Regions from separate parts of the Mus musculus genome. Here all the other regions are linked to region 3. A link is a contact called in public HiChIP or PLAC-seq data. All regions are on one chromosome and are shown on one strand. The core of a region is the stretch at or near the end of the contact, and the rest is flanking DNA. Distances in the headings are between cores, read along the strand shown.

Evidence for each region. HiChIP or PLAC-seq counts read pairs in DNA pulled down with a chosen protein or histone mark.
Region 1: an H3K27ac HiChIP or PLAC-seq map of regulatory T cells shows a contact between it and region 3, with 5 times the contacts expected there. The contact joins two enhancer-like sites. A contact is called at or near these places in 2 of 15 datasets of contacts at CTCF or cohesin (embryonic stem cells and stem cell-derived epiblast-like cells), 7 of 484 Hi-C or Micro-C datasets (CD8 T cells, the N1E-115 cell line, bone marrow-derived macrophages and 4 more), 19 of 115 datasets of contacts at active chromatin or transcription factors (the 230-238 cell line, Th17 cells, differentiating embryonic stem cells and 11 more) and 3 of 9 other capture datasets (adipose tissue, embryonic stem cells and liver).
Region 2: a contact with region 3 is called in an H3K27ac HiChIP or PLAC-seq map of regulatory T cells, with 6 times the contacts expected there. The contact joins the promoter of Alad here to the enhancer-like site in region 3. A contact is called at or near these places in 21 of 39 promoter capture datasets (the 3T3-L1 cell line, 3T3-L1-derived adipocytes, the C10 cell line and 14 more), 6 of 484 Hi-C or Micro-C datasets (CD4 T cells, bone marrow-derived macrophages, embryonic fibroblasts and 2 more), 33 of 115 datasets of contacts at active chromatin or transcription factors (the 230-238 cell line, the SCID.adh cell line, T-cell acute lymphoblastic leukemia and 23 more) and 3 of 9 other capture datasets (adipose tissue, embryonic trunk and liver).

What each region holds. Positions count from the first base shown.
Region 1 is chr4:62,585,950-62,588,649 of GRCm38.p6, reverse strand. It overlaps a transcript of Rgs3 not described here. Among named protein-coding and RNA genes, the nearest start is that of Rgs3, 32 kb to the left of the region's middle. Within about 2 kb of position 1,374, at least 15 of the 459 cell types and tissues checked have an H3K27ac peak or open chromatin away from gene starts, as enhancers often do. A contact at or near this core is called in regulatory T cells and thymic regulatory T cells, where this site is marked.
Region 2 is chr4:62,518,631-62,521,349 of GRCm38.p6, reverse strand. It overlaps Alad (aminolevulinate, delta-, dehydratase), which reads left to right and starts at 1,287. Exons shown (of 12, transcript NM_008525.4): 1 at 1,287-1,490.
Region 3 is chr4:62,754,408-62,757,107 of GRCm38.p6, reverse strand. No RefSeq gene overlaps it. Among named protein-coding and RNA genes, the nearest start is that of Gm30699, 19 kb to the left of the region's middle. Within about 2 kb of position 1,372, at least 111 of the 459 cell types and tissues checked have an H3K27ac peak or open chromatin away from gene starts, as enhancers often do. A contact at or near this core is called in T-cell acute lymphoblastic leukemia, adipose tissue, double positive thymocytes and 8 more, where this site is marked.

The sequences.
Region 1 (2,700 bases), core at 125-2,624, 170 kb after region 3:
GTGACTCAAGGTGATCCCAAGAGCCAGGCACGCAGCACGCACCTGTCATAAGTTCAAGCACAGCCTGGGATGTGTAGCTCAACTGGGGCAACATAGTGAGACACTGTCGATAAGATGAAAGGCTAGCCTGGGCTGCTAGCACCTGACCAGCCAAAGAAAAGACATTTTTGTAAGCTCTGAACGAGAAGAAAAGATAATAACTCCATGCCTGACTTTTTGTGGTGGACTCTGAGCACTTGAAGAACAAAGACCCAGTCTGGAAAGACAAAGGATAGAAAAAGGCAGGCCAGACACAGGCTGGACCTGGGGAACTATGTCAGTGCCAAGAAATGCAGACTGTACCTCTACTAGAAATAAAGAGAAGGCTTGTAACAGCTGAAGACCTTATAATAGAAGTTTTTACTCTGCAGAAAAAGAAGAATTATACAACCATATATTCTTAACTTCAAAATACATAAAGGAAAGGCTGACAGTGTTGATGGCAAGAGGATGGCAAGTTTAATCTACAGTAGGACTTGACATCCTTCTCTTGGTAACTGGTAGAATAAACAGATAGAGAAAATAACAGACTCAGAGCACCAGGGCAACATGGTGAGCAAGGCTGACCAGAGCTGACACATGGGGAGAGTACTGCACCCGCCAACTGCAAGAGTCTCATCAAGGACACACAGGGTTCTCTTGATACGCAATGCTCCTTTGGGTGAGCAAGCAAATCCAATGAATCGCAAAGAATTGAAGGACACAGAATACGGTCTCCGACCAAACCATGAAATAAACAATGAAAACATTGCCAAAACTGGGCTCGGTGGCCCCTGTCTGTAATCCCAGTATTCAGGAGGCAGAGGCAGGAAGATTGTCCATTTGAGGCCTGCCTAAGATATATAATGTAGCAATAGCTTATCTTAATTAAAAATATGTGCTGGCCATATGTGAGGAGCAAAGTTTGGATCACTGGCACACATGTGAAAGCCAGGTGCTTGCCTGAGCTCCAGAGTGTGTGTGTGTGTGTGTGTGTGTGTGTGTGTGTGTATCCATATAGGTATTTTATATACATCTAGGAATGTTTTTATGCATGTGTGCCACACACCATAGTAAGAAAGGCTGGGAAAGGACATACAGGGAAGAACTCTTTTTCACCTGGCTTTCACATGTGTGCCAGTGATCCAAACTTTGCTCCCCACAACTGCCGGGTTCAGGTTCAGTGGCAGTGACATCTCTAAAGAGAGATGGGTGGTCTCAGCCATGCCCACAGCTACCTTCAGCCTTCAGAGCACACGCACTGGCTGTCCATCATCTCCCAGCCCAGATAACCCGTAGAAAAGGCAACCTGTGCTCTCCCCTAACCGTTTGCCGTTTCCAGGATGCTAGAGACCACAAGGAGAACAGTGACGTGTTCAGAGACAACCCAGGCAGGTCGCTGATATGGCTTATGGGGCAAGCTAAAACCTTGGTTTCCTTTCAAGATTTTCTGTACAGAGCCGACATTTTTGTGAATTGGGAGTTTTCAATATAAAATAATTGTACCTAAAATGCATCTAGAAGTACCATGAACATAGAACAACCAAAATAACAGTGAAGAATAAAATCAAAGGATTTGTACTTCGGGATTCCAAAATGCTATTACAAAGCTACAGTCAGTAATCGAGTCTGTGATGATGACAAAGTAGGAGACTATAAAGCAAACCAGAAGGTCCGGAAATAAAACATTTCTATGGTTGCGTCCTTAAAACACACACACATACACACAACAACAACTCTTATTGTTTGTTAACGTGACTATGTGTCTCATATATACACTGCCCCTGCCCCTGCCCCTGCCTCCAAGTGTTGTTAAGTCTTATTGAGGTTCTTTTTTGGCTAAGTTGGTGGCCAGCAAAGCCAGCAATGATCTTCTTACCTCTGTATCATACCCCCATCCCAGTGTTATAGGCTTATGTGCCATGCCCAAGAAGCACATGATGGGACTAGGTAACCAGCTTTACACGTTGTCCTCAGACCACCACACTTGTGCTATGACACATGTGTATACACACACACACACACACACACACACACACACACACACAAATAAACGTAAAACCTATTTTTAAATGAAGTACTGCTATGTGCTGTAACATGAGCATTCCTTGAAAACACGGTAAAAAGAGACATTCATAGAAATACACATACACACTTCCATTTACATAAAATCCCCTCAACAAGGTATATGCATTGAATCAGAAAACACAGTAATGATTGGTGGGGGTTGGGAAGGACGGAGGGTCAGGGATGGAAAACAAGAAGCTAAAAGGTACAGTGTTTCTTTCTAGAATGATGAAAATACTCTAAACTGGTCATAGTAATAATTGCATAACTCTGTAAATTTACTCAAAACCACAAAGTTGTACATTTCCAGTGAGTGAACTGTATACATTATGCATTATAGCTCCGTAGAGCATTTACCAGAGAATTAACAAATTCCCTAATCAAAATAAGAGGTGTGACCCTGGAAGATACAGCCACGAACACATGGTAACACTTCTTCAAATGGCATCAAATCACTCTAAAGAAGGACTAGCTGGTTCCTGGCTGCAGCTTGTGCCTTCCCTTGAAGCTAAGGGCCTCAGAGGCAATGAGGCAGCCAGCAAATGTTACTTGGACCTGCCTTCCTTGGGAAATAGTAGGTGTGCTCACGACCCCCACTCTGTGTGTGTGTGTGTG
Region 2 (2,719 bases), core at 38-2,537, 240 kb after region 3:
AAATATAGAAACATAGTTTTAACGGTCAAAAACAAAATTAACAATCCTCCTGCCCCGCCTCACTAAAACACACACAAGGACAGACAAAATAAGAGTCACCCTACATAAACCAACCAATGTCTAAAAAGATTATTGGCTACACCAATTAAAATAAGCCAAACTACCCTGGTGCCTATATCCAACCCTTACAAAGGTATAAAAAGTGTGTTCCTTCTTTGTTCTGGGTCTCTCCTCCTGCCTGCCAGCTGAGAGGGGAGTCCCCAACATGCTGGATAAGTAAAATCCTCATGAGTTTTTGCAATGATGGTGGTCTCTGTGCTCTTTGTGGGTGAGGGTTTTCTGACAAGCTACAACACTCTCATACCCTTCACCCAGCTTCTCTTGTTACAACTTTAAGTTCAATTTTTCTAGTGAATTATTGAAAACCAAGATGAGTTCACAGATCTTAAACATTTTTAAAATGAAGATCTGGTGGTACCTAGAACATTTACAGTATTATTACACAACTGCCCACTTTTACCTCCAAAATAATTTTATCACCTCCTCCCTAGTGAGCATTCCCCAAGGCTCCCTCCACAAAGAGGGCCCTTGCCACTCTCAAGTCTTTGTCAAAGCCCCATAAACCTCTCTAGACCCCACGCTCCAGTCTTCCCCAGACCTTTGGTCAGAATTTTTCTTTTTTTAATTGTTTTTTGGTTTGTTTGTTTTCTGTTTTGTTTGTTTTGGGTTTGGTTTGTTTGTTTGTTTGTTTGTTTGGTTGGTTGGTTTTTTGTCACCTAGTGCTAAGATTAAAAGCATGCACCACCAAATTTACTCCCTTTTATACTCCAAATTTTAATGTATCCATTGTAGATAAACCTGATCTCCTAGCATACTTGGATGGTTAGTTTTCTCGGCTTTTTTTTTTTTCCAATGTCTTTCATATCTCTCAACCCATGAGATAGGGGCTGGATAATCAATTACATAGAATAAATAAATCTAGACAGTCAGTCTGCTGCTGAACGTATTTACCCGCGGTGTTAGGCATTACCGAGGTGTTTTAATGCCGTTGACATCCAATTGTTCTTTTACCAGTGAGCAACGCAGTCAATTTTTGCTCCGGGCTGAGAATAGACCGTCAAGTGAACTCTGGGATGAGTTCGGATTGCAAGCCAGGGCACCTCCCAGAGGCTCCGAATGCCCACGTGGACCCCCTCGGGCCTTCCCACCTCAAGTGAGACCCGAGCTGGGGGGCGGGGAGACGGGCGGGCTCTCGGGCAACTCTGGATTGGCCAAGATTCCAGCCCCGCTCAGCGTGGATCTGGCCGCGCGAGCTGACCAGTGATCCGGAGACTGCCCCGAAGGGAGCGTAAGCTGCATTCCCGGAGGGGCGGGCGGTACGGGAGCCGCTTCCGGGTGAGCCGCCCCGCCCCCACGTGGGCTTGCGCTTTTAGAGCGGGAGAGCGCGGTGTCCAGAGCCCGGCTCGGAGCGGCGGCGAGCAGCGTCCTTGGTACGTGAGCAGGCGCCGGCCTCTGGGAAGTGGCGGGTTGAAGGGGGACGGGACCCCAGAACAAGGTGAGGTGCACCCCTATGGCGCTGTGTTCCCGAAGCTCTGACGCTGTAGCGGAGACGCTGTCCCTATGCACCTACTAGAGTGGGCGGGATTCTTGCCGCTACAAGGTCTTGCTGCGTCCGGGATTCGGGACTCAAAGATGGGCTCCACCCGCCCCCTTTCTCGGAGGCCTCAGGGGTAGCCTCGGTTTCTGCAGAGCGCGATCTGTCTGGCAGGCTGGAGAAGTGGGGAAAACAATAAGGGTCGCTTGTGCTAGGTCTCTCCTGCTTCTGCTCATTCAGTCATACAACGATCCATTGAGATCCGCTTAAGACCCAGACCACATGAGAAGAAAAGCAGTCATGCAGCTTGAAACAAGAATTTGTCCCCATGCCTTTTAAATCCCAAAGTCACATACTAACCACCCTGCTACCAGCCGTGGCCAGGTCTAGGTTAAACCTTTCTTCCCCTACTCTCACCTGGAATCTCTGTCGCCTCTTCCATACTGGGACTATAACGTGTGAACTCTGTCCTTCTAATGCCAAAAGTCCTGGTGAGGACTGAGGGCTGCTAGACTCCAGAAGTTTGGACCATATTTATAGCTGACCTGCTGTATGAGACCTGCCCTTCTCGAGTTCAGTTTTACAGTTGTTTGATGTAAAAGCTCTCAGCCAGAATATTTTAGCAGTCTGTGGAAAGGCAACTCCTAGCTTGAAATGTCTAGACCCGGGCAGCAGGGGGGATTAAGCGCCCACACTAGATGAGGTCTAAGGTCTCTTCTTTAACCCCTCCTAACACCGTGGCAGGTGGCAGCTAGAGTGTGCAGGAAATGCAAATGAGCCACCGGGCAGTACCTTTTCAGAACTGCCCACAGATGCCTTTCCTGGGCCTCTTTGGGCTTCAGATTTCCCAGCTCTGAACCTTCTACCTAGCTGGCCCTCCTGACTTGTCTCCTCCCTAGCCAGGGCAGAGCCTGCTCGAGCTGGCACCACTTCACTACTATTTATGCCAAGAGCACAGCCTCCGGAATTCTTTGTGGGGTACAACCTGGGAGCCCAGGCTCTGAAGCTTTCTCTCAGCTGCTCCCAGTGGCAGTCTCACTCCCAGGTTGTGGGATGCTACCTCCTAAGGGAGGTGAGACCTTTACAGTCTTTCAGAAAAGCTACCCCGCAGTGTCTCTAAGAAAC
Region 3 (2,700 bases), core at 123-2,622:
GCCTCAGTAGCTCTTCTAACAGGAAACAGAGGCAAACCGCAAAGCTTCAGCCCCGGCCTCTCCCTCCAGCAATCCCAAGAATGTGGTTGAGGGCCCAGGGTTGGAGGCCATGCCCACAATCCCCCTGTGGCTTGGCAGGGAGCAGAGGGTCTCCCAAGGAGGAGATAAGCACTGAAGTAAGACTCGGGAAACTCTGCAGTGTTAATAGCAGGGCTGCACAGATTCTGTGCACTTCTCTCTCAGCCATTCAAGAGAGTATCACTCTTCCTGTCTGGAGGGCTGGCTTCACATGTTGTCGTGAAACAGACGGGTGGAGAAGACATGCAGAGGAGACGGCTCAGTAAAATACATCAATGCAGACAGGCGGAGTTGAGCTCCCCACTCAGCCACATAAAAGCCAAGCACATAGGTGCATACTTGGGGTCCCAGTAAGGGAGGAGGGGAAAGACAGGAGGATCCTGGGCTAGCGGGCCAGCCAGTCTAGCCAATCAGCAAACTTTAGATCCTTCGAGGGACTTTGTCTCAGAAAATAATGTGAAGAGAAATTAAAGAAGACACTCATTGTTGACCTCTGGCCTCTACAGGCAAGCATAAGCATATACATGTGTGTGCACACACATGTGTGCCCGGACACACACACACACACACACACACACACACAGAGAGAGAGAGAGAGAGAGAGAGAGAGAGAGCAGACCCATGAATACATGATGTGCAGTCTGTCCAGCACTCAGAACAGAAAAGTGTCATAGGCAATAGCAAAACTAAAGGATCCTGGGGACACACTAGTGGGACAAAGAAGTTTCCAGAAAAGGCTGAGCAGAAATGAACAGCAGCCAAGCAGGATGTCCCTCAGCACTCTCTAAAACTAAAGCCATGAACAAGTGAAGCTCAGCTGAGAAACAGCCCAGGCATCCCCCGGCTCACCTGCCTGTCACAGCAACCTGTCCTGAACCCTGGAGCCTGAGATGAGGTCCAGGGTCAGCAGGCAGGGAAAATGGTGAGTATCACCAAGATGGCTACAGCCATGTCAGGTTGAGTCACCCCACTTGCCGTAGCATGTCCTCATCCTAGCTCCTCCCTGGGCCTCAGTTTCCCCATGTGAAAAAATGTAGAAGAGACCGGATGTTGATTTCTAACCACGGTTGGCTTAGAACCAGTTTCAGAGTACACAGAGAAAATTGAAGCTATTTCTTCTTTCTGGGGCCAAGTGCACTAAAACACTGGGGTCTGAGTGAGGGAGTGAGTCTGAGTCCCACCCACCCTAAGTCCCTCTCACCATCTGAGCATCCCCCCCACTCCAAGCCCCAGGGCTCCAGATGTGGAGCTCCTCTGGGCCCACAGCCAGACACGCCCACACATCTGCTTCCAATCAGCATCCTGTCAGCCATCTGCCAAGGCCTTGGCCCACAGCCTTGAAGGCTCGCAGGGGCCTGGAGAGGGCTGCATGGTGCCAGTTACCAAGGAGACAGAGGCCTGGGGTGGGGGGCACTGGGTCCTCCCATATGGTTTTTGCCTAGTTCTCCTGAAACCATGTTTCCTCTCAGCCTAGACCCCCACAGGCCACCTGCTTCCTTGACCCTATGAACCAGGGCCCTCATAGGGGGTGAGGAGGTGTGAAAAAAAGACCCAGGAATAGACACAGAAGACAGGAACCCAGAGGTGTGGCCAACCCTTGGCTGCAAGTGCGAGTCCGGAGGCAAGAAAGCCACTCAAATTTACTTGACTGCTTCCTACTAGTATAACCTAGGCACAGCCCTCCTGAATCCTGGCTCCTGACTGCAGTGGGGATTTGTCAAATCACATCATGAGAATGACAAAGCCAACCTACGCCAAATGCCTTATGCACTGTTGCATTCCAGAACACAGTAGGTGCTGCTATTATTCCTCTCGTGGGCAAAAATAAAGGCAGTCCCTATTACTCTTACTCAACAGTTCCCACTGTAGCCAGTGGAAGGTTTGGGGGGATTCCTACACAGGGTGAATTGGAAGTCCCATGGGCACTGAGCAAGTAGAGGAAAACTGGAAGAGAAGTAGGAATGTGGCCTGCTCTGCCAGCCCCACCTACCAGCCTCAGTTCCTCGATTCCAAGGGCTCAAACCCCATAGGCTGGGCTGTGTGTTCTGAGACTCTAGCAGCCATTTCTCTAGGGGGCCATCTGGAAGTCTATTTCAGTACAGAAGGGCAGTGAAGGGAGGTCAGGGTGGCCTAGCCTCACTAGCAGGACAGCGTGACTACCCAGCTGTGGCCACTAGGTTAGCCGGTTCTCAACCAGCCCTGTGAACTTCATTCTAATAGTGAGGGTACCCTGGGGGTGCTGTGCTGTGCTTGTTAATTTGGAGTGTTTTATTTGTGTGTGGCGGGTGGTTTGGGGAGGGGTTGTTTGGTTTTGTTGTCAACTTGACACAAATTAGTGTCATCTGGGGAGAAGGGAAGATGAGGCACTGTCTCCATTAGATTGGCCTGCGGGCAAGTCTGTGGAGGCATTTTCTTGGTCTGTGATTGATGTGGGAGAGCCTAGGTCCCTGTAGGTGGTGCCACCCCTGGGCAGGTGGTCTAAGAAAGCAAGCTGAGCCAGCCAGTGGGTAGCTTTCCTCTGTGGCTCCTGCCTCTGCTCTTGCTTGAGTTCCTGTCCTGACATCCCTTAATGATTAAATGCGGACTGGGATCTATAAACCCATGAGCCCACTCCTCCCCAGG